Linked DNA regions of Pan troglodytes: region 2 is linked to region 1. A link is a contact called in public HiChIP or PLAC-seq data. All regions are on one chromosome and are shown on one strand. Each heading gives the region's core, a stretch centred on a gene start, on an enhancer-like site or on the middle of the called end of the contact. The rest is flanking DNA. Distances are from core to core; before and after follow the strand shown.

Region 1 (5,322 bases), core at 2,064-4,563:
ACTGCATTACAGTGAGGATTATGGGGTTCAGGAAATAAACCCCTATAGAAGGTAAAGCTTGAGCTGAGTTCTGGAGGAGTGTCATCTATTTGCAGGGAAGGTCACATTCCCAGTGAATGGTGATGGCAGCAGGAGGCAGGCAGGTTCCTGGGTGGGAAGGGGCAGGTCCCTGGTGAAACCCCACTTTCAAGCCAGGGACAGCCTGAAGTTCCTGGGCCAGGATGCCAGTTCCTGGTGAAGTCCGAGATCCAGAAAGAGAACTTACGTACTTGATGCCTTTCAGCCAATCAAGTGGTGCTTTTTCCAGGCCTGCCCATGGGCCAATCAGCACACACTTCCTCCTGTCTATGGACCAATCAACATGTACTTCCTCCATTCTGAGCCCATACCTGCCTGTGGATAGGAGCTACCCACTTCGAGTCTCCTCTCTGCTGAGAGCTATTTGGTCAGCTGTTCTCTGCCTTGCTCACCTTCCAGATGTCTGCCAAACCTCATTCTTCCTGGACATGGGACAAGAACTTGGAACCTGCTGAATGGTGAGAGCAAAACGAGCTGTAATACTTTCCTGGCCAGCTTGCCAAGTTGCAGGTGGGAGCCAAAGTGGCTGTAACGGGTTCCTGGCCGGGTCGCTGAGCTGCGGGTGGTGACACGCTCCCAGACTGAGGGAGTGAAGAGTGGTGACCCTTGTAGAGGCCCAGGCCTTGGGATTCCCCAAGCCAGAGCTATAATGCTATAGCCCTCCCACCCTCTGCTGGCGCCCAGTGGCCACCCCATGCAGTGGGAAGCAGCGGTGGGGCCGGGACAGCCAAGGAGCTGTGGACCGGTGTGGGGCGGCAGGACCAAAAGACCTGTAACACAAATGAGGTGAAACATACCGCCCCGGAAACACGACCCCCTGCTAGCCACGCTGTGGGTGATGAGAAGGACAGAAGAGCTGTGGCCCTTCTGGGAGCCCAGACCTCGGGGCTCCCCGAGCCAGGGCTGTGACACACTATAACCCCCCTTTGGGGCTCTGTGGCTCCTGGCATCTGTGAGCTTTCGGGTGCCACCATGTTCCCCTTGTCCAGATGCTGATGCCTGCAGTGGAAGCCACTTGTGGTACCTCTGGTCCAGCCACAGCCTTGCATGGAGCCGGCAGCTGTGCAGGCACCTAGAGCTGCCTGCTCCACCACAGCAGCTGCATGGCTGGGTGTGCGCAGTGGTTGGACCCCATGCTCGCTTGCTCACATACCCCTTGCTGCTCTGCACCTGGCTCACCCTTGGCAGGCGTGGGATCTGGGTTGGTAGTGCAAGCCGAGCGCAACCTGCTGGGCTGAGTGGGCTCGAGCAAAACTCTAGCAGAGGCACCGCTGGCCACGGAGGTTTCTAGCTGGTGAAGCGATACCCAAAGGATCCTATGACATTAGTGGCTGCATGGGCAGGTGCATTGGGGGCGCACTGGGCGCTCCTGCTGCCCTGCTTCCACGCGCCTCTGAGCACTGCACTACATAGACATTTAGGCCTCATAACAACCCCCTAGAGGAGGCTGAGCTCTGCATTATACAGACATTTAGGCCTCATAACAACCTCCTAGAGGAGGCTCAGTACTTAAGTAGGTCCCATTTGATAGATGAGGAAACTGAGGCTCAGTCGCCCACGGCTTGTTGAAGGTCACCAGCTAGTGAGCACAGAACCAGGTTAGCCCAGGTGGTACAGCTTCAGAGCTCACATGCGTAACTTGTTACATTATTCCTACTCAGGAAGTGGAACCCCCAGGAACAGATGGCTGATTGGAGGAGGGACCAGCATAAGGAAAGGGGCAGGATTCAGGGGTGGGAGGGGAAGTCGATATCTGTTTTGGATGCATGTCAGCACCAGCGTGGGAGTAGGCAGTGAGCTGTTGAAAATTCTGGAGTTCAGAAATAACCGTGTCTTGCAAATCCAGATGCAGAGGTCACTGCTTGAAGGTGGCAGTTTGCACCTTGGATATGAAGGAAATTGCTAAGAAGAAAGCAGTGAGAAGATGAGGGCACCAAAATTCAAGAAATGGCAGGGAAGGATCTGTGTATGGAGGGAGGAGGAGGTCAGAGGTGGCTGGAGCCCCAGGATGAAATAGGCAATGTTAGATATCGGCCACCTGTTGACAAGGGTCCCAGACTCAGCATCCTCTGAGTGGGTCTTCTCCCTCCCCTCTGCAGCCTGCCTTGCTTCACTGTTGCAAGCTTCCTAGTAAACCAGTCTTCTCCCTGCTATAATTTTATATTGCTTGTTGAAACGATATTCCAACAAGTAACATAAATATTTTTGATATACTAGGCTAAATAAAACATTTAAAAATTAATGTCACCTATTTATCTTCATTTTTCTAATGTGGTCACTAGAAATTTAATTGCACTTGTGGCTCCCATGATGTTCCTATTGGGTGGTGCTGTGCTCCCACAGTGCAACGACTTCAATCTCGCCAAGACCTCTGGCTTGAGTTAAGCCAGGAAAACAGATACCACTCTAGACATCTCAAGCATGAAAGAACATAGCTCCAGGGAAGGCCAAGTCCTCACGAAGGGATGCAGAGCTCGGTGGTAAAGAGCACCGTTTTCTAAGAATTTGCTTTCAACAAAAATTGGGAACGCCCAATCAAGTTATTCGCTGACACAAATTAAAAGAGATTGATACATCAGTATGTGATTTTGGCATTTAAGTCCAAAGAATTGAATGACATTGCTACTCCTCCTTCACACGGGTGCCTCCGAGGGTCCCCGCTAAGGCCTCTCCCTCTCCACCCTATGGGCAGCTGACCTGCCGGGGGCCTCACCTGCTGGAGGAGCAACTGCAGGAGAAGCACCTGTTAGGGGTCGCACCTGGCCGGGGGGGCTCCTGCGGGGGAAGCACCTGCCCAGGGTGCACCTACCGTGTGCAGGCTGCGGACCACCCGGACAGGTGCCCCTTCGGCAGGGAGGGCGGTCACGGGGGCCGGCCAGGTCGGGGTGGGGTCCTCCCGGGGATCCAGACACTGCCCTGTGGCCTCTCCCCGCCCCAAGCCTTTCCTTTCTCTCCCCGTCTCTCTCTTCCTCTCCTTCCTGCTTCCCACAACACCGCCCGCTCGCAGCGCCCCGCCCTCTCCTGGACCGCGCACTCCCTCCGCGGAGGCCCCAGGACGCGCACGAGCGCGCAGTGGACGTCGGCGCGCGGACCGTGCATGGGTTCCGCAGCTGTGGCGCCCCGCGTGCGCGCTCCGTAGTGCCCGGTAGGGCACTGGGCTTAGCTGCTCGAGGCCGCGCCCTAAGAGGCGGGGCATAGACAGGAAGATGACTGGCGGGCATGTGGGCGGGGCACGATCTGGAGGCGGGGCGGGGCGGGCGTGTGGGCGAGGCCCGAGGCTCGCGGCGCCCCAGCTCTCGCGAGAGCGGCGCCTGATGACGACCGGGAGGGCGGGGCCCGTCTGGGGCGCCGGCGGGTGCGTTTGAATCTGGTCCGAGCGCGGGAAACGGCGGGTCCCCGAGCCCAGGTAAGAGCTGCGGTGCCGAGCCGGGATTGGGTTCGGAGCAGGGGCTGGGAAGTAGCAGGGATCGGGCGGGAAGCCCCTCCTCGGCTGGTCGGGGTCCCAGCCTCCACTCCCCTAAGGAGGCGGCCGACCTGCGTGCGGGCAGTGCTGCCTCTGACGGAACTGGACGGAACTGGCGACCCCGGGCCATCCCCGCTACCCAGCTCAGCGACGCCCGTCCTTCTTGTCCGTGTCGGAGGAAAATCCCAGCCCCGGGCGCGGGCACTGCCCTCAGAGAGCGACCCCCCAGCCCTGAGCATGGGCACCGTCCTCAGAGAGTGTCCCCTCAGTCCTGGGCATGGGCACTGCCCTCAGAGAGCGACTCCCTCAGTCCTGAGCATGGGCACTGCCCTCAGAGAGCGTCCCCTCAGTCCTGGGCATGGGCACTGCCCTCAGAGAGCGACCCCCTCTGTCCTGAGCATGGGCACTGCCCTCAGAGAGCGTCCCCTCAGTCCTGGGCATGGGCACTGCCCTCAGAGAGCGTCCCCTCAGTCCTGGGCATGGGCACTGCCCTCAGAGAGCGACCCCCTCTGTCCTGGGCATGGGAACTGCCCTCAGAGAGAGTCCCCTCAGTCCTGGGTGTCGGTACTGCCCTTAGAGAGTGTCCCCCTGAGCCCTGGGTGTAGGCACTGCCCTCAGAGAGTATCTCCCCAGCTGTGGACGTGGGCATTGTCCTCAGAGACATCAGTCTCCTGAACTCTTGTTGCTGGTTTGGTGCCTCTTGTTGTGTCCCTGAGGAAGGAGTTTGGGGACGGAGTGGGAAGTCACAGGTGGTGAGAAGGTAACAGGGATTTCTTCGTTTTAATGCTCATCTTGATTTAGTACCAGACCTCCTGTGCGAAGAGTAACCTGCTCTTCGGACTGATAACTGGATGGTGAGATGACTCCTTACCTTGAAAGTAGCATTCTGGCTGCAGGGCTGAGGTCTCATGCACATATGGTACAAGAAACATGGAATATCGCCACCTTGGGAGATAGATTGAAAAATTAACCATTAAAAAATTACAGTCACTAATATAAGAGGGAAAATGGGAAATATAGGAATAAGTTTGGTAGTCTAGAGGAAGTGTATTACTGTAGGTTGGACTAAAATGCCAAAGAGGTACACTTGGAAGTAGAACAAACAAGAAAAGTGACCAGAACTATGAAAAAGTGGAGAGTGTTCACAGACTTGCCGGGCGAAGACGTATGATTCCATGTGTTTGCTGCACCTTATTGGATTATTTTTCTAAAATCATGAATTTGTCCTAACCACTATTCATTATGCTTGTTACTGGCCACTCTCCCTTACCTCCCCATTTTCTTTGTCAGTGAAAAATGTGCCAGTCATGCTTGATTTAAAGAGGGAGACACGTTGTTGTTAGGCAATTTCATCATTGCATGAACATCACAGTGGACTTGCCTACACCTAGAGGTGCAGCCTACACACATAGGCTGTATGGTGTAGCCTACTGCTCCTAGAGTGTTACTGTACTGAATACTGTAGGCAACTGTAATACAATGGCAAGTATTTGCATCGCTAAACATATCTAAGCATAGAAAAGGCACAGTAAAAATATGGCATTATAATCTTATGGGACCACGGTCATACATGTGGTCTGTTGTTGACTGAAATGTTATGTGGTCCATGACCGTAGTTCATAGTTCAGCCATTTGAGTTGAGGAATGAGATGACCAGACTTCACTGTTAACTTATTTGGGGAGTCATTAAACTGAGGTTATTTTTGCTTTGTTCAATTTGGACATTAAAATCTAGTATTATATGTTTAAGATGACTCTCTGTCCCCATAATTATTGGCAGT
Region 2 (5,322 bases), core at 1,094-3,593, 130 kb before region 1:
ATAACGAGACCTATTTAGAGGTGTGGGGGAGGACCCAAAAGCAGGAAGAGTTGAACGTAAGCACAAGATAGCACTTTCCTCTGAAACCAGGAAGGCTGGAACTTCGCGGCTGTGCACCGGAGCACTCGGAATGACACTCCAGAGAAAGCAGCACTTTTCCTTGTCTACAAGAAGGAAAGGATGGAGGGGTCATGAAAGGTCACAGGAGATTGAGGGGTATAATATTAGCAAAAATCTAAGAGCCGAGCTGGACCTGCAGTCAGACCGGACACCCGTAAGACTGAGCTGTGGCAGGGCCTTAGGATCTGCTTTCTGCAGGCAATTAACCACAGGGAGGGGCTGGAAACCCGGGGCTCACACAGAGGGAAGCTGAGGACACTTGGGCTGACTGGTATGCAACATGGGAACTTCTCTGCAATCTAGTTTACATCCTTGGGTCAACCACTGGATGGCACATGGCACAGGATTTTTTTTTTTTTGAGACGTAGTCTCGCTCTGTCGCCCAGGCTGGAGTGCAGTGGCGCGATCTCGACTCACTGCAACCTCCGCCTCCCGGGTTCAAGTAATTCTCCTGCCTCAGCCTCCCGAGTAGCTGGGACTCCAGGTGCGCGCCGCCATGCGCGGCTAATTTTTTGTTATTTTTAGTAGAGACGGGGTTTCACCATGTTGGCCAGGATGGTCTTGATCTCCTGACCTCGTGATCTGCCCTCCTCGGCCTCCCAAAGTGCTGGGATTACAGAATTTTTTACGTGGCTTATGTTTATGCAAGTCTTTGTAGGATGTGATCCTACAATTTTCCAGTAGAGGAAAGCTGCAAAAGAAAGGCTCAGGCTCCTTTCTGTGTCAACAAGGCAATTACTTGCTTTTGTGTTGAGGCTTAGTTTTGAATGAAAGGTGGTGTTAGGAGCATTAACCGGTTGCATATTTACAATCTACATAATATAATTTGTTGCTGCAGCAAACCAGGGACTGTGAAGAGTAAGAAAAGGGAAACCACTTCCATTCCTTGCTTGGGGTTTACTGCCCTTGCCTGGAGTTGAGCGTTTAGACTCTGCAATGTTTTACATATGTGATATAATCTCCACATACATATGCACACAAAATTATGCAGACGCAGGAACGAGGGGAGAGAGATTCCTATGTAAAGGTGACCCTGCTTCTTCTAGGCATTTGTTTATTCATTCAGTACCTGCCAGTGCCCTACTCTGTTACAAATTCAGTAAAAATTTCCTTGGAATTCACTGAATATGCTCAAAAACAGTCAAATAGGATGTTCTTTGCTACTGTTTGGCTTGGAGTTTCCTTGAAAGAAACTACAGAACAAATATAATTAACTCGATTGAATTCACTGGAAAGTAAAGTGATCAATAGTTGTGTTTTTGAGTTAACTGAAAAGTGACCTCAGGAATCACAGGCAAGGCCCAAAATTAGTCATTTGAAACAGCTATTCATAGTTGGCCACAATATTAACACCTTCGGCGAAGCTGCGTGGTGCCCGGGGTGGAGTTCCCGAGTGTCAACAGCGTCCCTTGGGCGCTTGCGGTGGTCTTTGCCCGGCACTACCAGACCCCTCAGGGAGGACTTTTGGGATTAAAGGCATCTTAAAAGCCAACTGAACTGTGTGAGAGTTGTCAGGGTCACAACGGAGTCGTTCGTGTTTAAAACCCTGACAAGCAGGGTGGGAAGGGCCCCAGAGGCAGCGTTCTCACGCCGGAATACCTGATAACAAGACCATCCCGAGAGACTCCGCAAAAGCCACAACCTTGCACACTGGCTAGGCAACCTCACACCGAAAAATACTGGAGGACTCCCGCCAGCGGCGCCCGTCCGACCTCCGGCGGGCGGCGCCCTGTCACCCGTCCTCCTGGCCGCGAAATTACCGCAAACAGGGACGCCGCCCTCTCATCCCACCGCCACCCCGGCTGCGCTCAGCAGCTCCCAGAGGCGGTCAGCCTTTGGGTTTGACGACGGCAACTTCCCGGGCCCCGGCGAGCGCAGCCACGCACCCGGAAGCCGCCTCGGGGCGCGACGCCGAGCCAAAACCGCCCGCGGGCTCCGAGGCCACAGGCACGTGGGGAGGGTGCCCTGTGGGGCTCGGGGGGACGCAGGCACGCCCAGCCCACGCAACGAGCACTCTCCTTTCCCGTCCCCGGCTCCCGCCAGCCGAGACACAACGCTCGCGTGATGACGTCGTGCGCCTGCCCGGCCCACTCCAGTAGTCTCCGACCCGGCCCACGGCCCGCCCCGCGCGATGACGTCAGTATCCACCCCGCCCGCTCCCGGTGACGTGCCAGCCCCAGGCCCACGCCGCTCCCGCCCCGCGTGATGACGCCACCGTCCCGGGCGGAGGCGGGCGTGCGGCGGAGCCGCGTCCCCTCAGAGGGGCGCTGGCGCGGGGCTGAGCCGCCCGTGATCAGCGCGAGCACCCAGCCCGCCTCGGCCGGGACGGCAGCGCGGCACGGCGGGGCGATGAGCGGCGCCCGGGGCGAGGGCCCGGAGGCGGGCGCCGGCGGGGCTGGGGGCCGCGCGGCGCCTGAGAACCCCGGGGGCGTGCTGAGCGTGGAGCTGCCCGGGCTGCTGGCGCAGCTGGCGCGGAGCTTCGCGCTGCTGCTGCCCGTGTACGCGCTGGGCTACCTGGGGCTCAGCTTCAGCTGGGTTCTCCTCGCGCTCGCGCTGCTCGCCTGGTGTCGCCGCAGCCGCGGCCTCAAGGCCCTGCGCCTGTGCCGCGCGCTGGCGCTGCTGGAAGACGAGGAGCGCGTCGTGCGCCTGGGGGTGCGCGCCTGCGACCTGCCCGCCTGGGTGAGTGCAGACCCCTGCCCGTCCCGACCCCTGACCACCAGTCCCGATCTCCCCTCGTCCAGGCAGGCACTCCCCTCCCCGCGACCTGCCGCCTGGGTGAGTGCAGACCCCGCCCCGCCCCCCGGCCCCGACTCCCAGCCTGCTGGCGACCTGCCTCCTAGGGCGAGTGCAGACCCCAGCCCCGCCCCGGCCTCCGGCCCACTCCCTGCGAACCTGTCCGCCTGGGGCCGCCGCCCGCTGCTCGCCGCTCCCGCCCTAGTCCTGAGTGCTCCGTGCCCTCCCTCCGTCCAAGTCGGGCGTCCCCTTCTCCGCTTCCCCGCCCGCCCAGGCTCTGGGTCCGGGGCGCGTCTGCCCTCGTGAAGCCTCCCCTCGCCGTCCCGCGCGGCTTTCTCGGAGACCCCTCTTCACAAAGCCCACTTCCCTCCCCCGGCCTGCAGACCCCGAGCGCCAGCGGCAGGTACCGGGCTTGGTGCCCCCTCTTCGGCCGCGGTCCTGCCCGGAGCGCGCGCTTCCTCCTGGTGCCGCCCGCGGGGTCTCCTTAGGGGCCTGAGCGGCCGGTTCTGCTCTCAGAGCGCCCAGCGCGATTCTCGTGCTCATTCCCAACGCCCTGCCGGCCTGGAAATGCTCCGGGTGGCTTCAGCTTTTCCTTCTGTTTTAAAAAAAAAAACGTAATGACAGCTGGTGGGGGAGAAGTTAACTTTTTCTTCTACCGGGAGAAGACGCACTCGTGTCTTGGTTGTTTCTGACGCATTTCAAGGGCAGTGAGTGTCTCTCGAAAGATGTGGAGATATTAGATAATTGAAAGATTGTTTCAGTTTTTTGCAAGTATAATTGTGAGACTGAGCATTTTTATATGGGATCGACCTGAATCCAGTGTGAATGTGTGTGTGTGTGGCAGGAAGTTTTGGAAGAGTTGCAGCAATAACAAGAGTCATGGTATTATTTTATTTTTAACCCGGCAGTTCTCTACCTCATATATTTATGGACTATAGACACGAAGAGTTGGCTTCAAATCTTTTTCTTGTCATTCCCTAATTCTTTCTTAGCCATGACTTGGCGTCACAGTTTCACACTGCAAGAAAGGATTTTAATGATTCTTCCATTAGGCTTAATATAAACTTTGGGGTGAAGGTGACCAGCAGTGGGTTTCGGAAGGGTCATTTTCTTTTAGAGGAGAAAAGTCCCTGTTTCCAGTCATGAGACACCTGAGAAGTAAGGCATAACACAGATGGCAAACAAGAATTAGAAAGGAGGCGTGCCCAAGACAAGAAGAAGGTAGTAGATGCTACTTTGTGACGTCATATTGCAACTGGAGTAAGAATATAATGTAAGGAGCTTGGGAATGTACAGTTGTGCCGATGCGTGGTGAACATGAGGGAGTCATATTTGGAGAACCAAGGTAACTGGCATGGTGCAGCTTTTAGCTAGTGGCGGGAAAAACCGAGGGGTGTGTAGAAAAAGGAAGTTAAGAGGAACCGAGGTGGGAAAAACTAAGAACAGAAGAGGTGCACTTTGGAAATGGAAAAGGACTTTAAAGTGACGTTTTGTATCTATATTACACTAAGATGCATAATACTAAAAAGTAGCTAAAAACAGAGTCCATTAGCATCCATTACCAAAACAGCAATGTTATCAATGCTGAAAGTTGCAGGAAGTGATGATGCTGACTTTCATAGATACTTGGTTATTGGCTAATATCAAATTTGCTTGTTAAAAATCTTTGTGAAACACAGATTTTCTTTTTTTTTTTCTTTTTTTTTTTTTTGAGACAGAGCCTCTCCCTGTTGCCCAGGCTGGAGTGCAATGGCGTGATCTCGGCTCACTACAACCTCCGCCTCCAAGGTTCAAACGATTCTCCTGCCTCAGCCTCCCGAGTAGCTGGGATTACAGGCGTGCGCCATCACGCCCAGCTAATTTTTGTATTTTTAGTAGAAACAGGGTTTCAGCATGTTGGCCAGGCTGGTCTCAAACTCCTGACCTTGTGTTCCGCCCGCCTTGGCCTCCCAAAGTGCAGGGATTACAGGCGTGAGCCACCGCGCCCGGCCACACAGACTGTACAGATGAAATTGCTGCCCTATTGAAGAACTGAAATTTTTTTTTTTTTTTTTTTTGAGACGGAATCTCGCTCTGTTGCCAGGCTGAAGTGCAGTGGCGCCATCTCAACTCACTGCAACCTCCGCCTCCCGGGTTCAAGCCATTCTCCTGCCTCACCCTCCTGAATAGCTGGGACTACAGGCGCACACCACCACACCCAGTTAATTTTTGTATTTTTAGTAGAGACTGGGTTTCACCATGTTGGCCAGGATGGTCTCGATCTCTTGACCTCGTGATCCACCCGCCTCAGCCTCCTAAAGTGCTGGGATTACAGGTGTGAGCCACTGCGCCCAGCCTGAAATTCTTTTTTTTAAAAAAAATACAAAAGTAATTTAGCCAAAGATTCTTTTCGAGTTTTTAATCTGTGTGACTTAAACTGATGAACTGTGGTGTTCACCTCATGAATTTATATTTTCTCCAGAATGTTTT

The links. HiChIP or PLAC-seq counts read pairs in DNA pulled down with a chosen protein or histone mark.
Region 2: a contact with region 1 is called in an H3K4me3 HiChIP or PLAC-seq map of stem cell-derived excitatory neurons, with 3 times the contacts expected there. The contact joins the promoter of ESYT2 here to the promoter of NCAPG2 in region 1. A contact is called at or near these places in 1 of 7 Hi-C or Micro-C datasets (stem cell-derived neural progenitor cells), 1 of 1 datasets of contacts at active chromatin or transcription factors (stem cell-derived excitatory neurons) and 1 of 1 other capture datasets (stem cell-derived neural stem cells).

Annotation. Positions count from the first base shown.
Region 1 is chr6:173,835,750-173,841,071 of NHGRI_mPanTro3-v2.0_pri, reverse strand. It overlaps NCAPG2 (non-SMC condensin II complex subunit G2), which reads left to right and starts at 3,313. Exons shown (of 28, transcript XM_016958513.4): 1 at 3,313-3,484.
Region 2 is chr6:173,966,784-173,972,105 of NHGRI_mPanTro3-v2.0_pri, reverse strand. ESYT2 (extended synaptotagmin 2) reads left to right here and starts at 2,343. Exons shown (of 22, transcript XM_016958521.4): 1 at 2,343-2,799. The coding sequence starts at 2,470.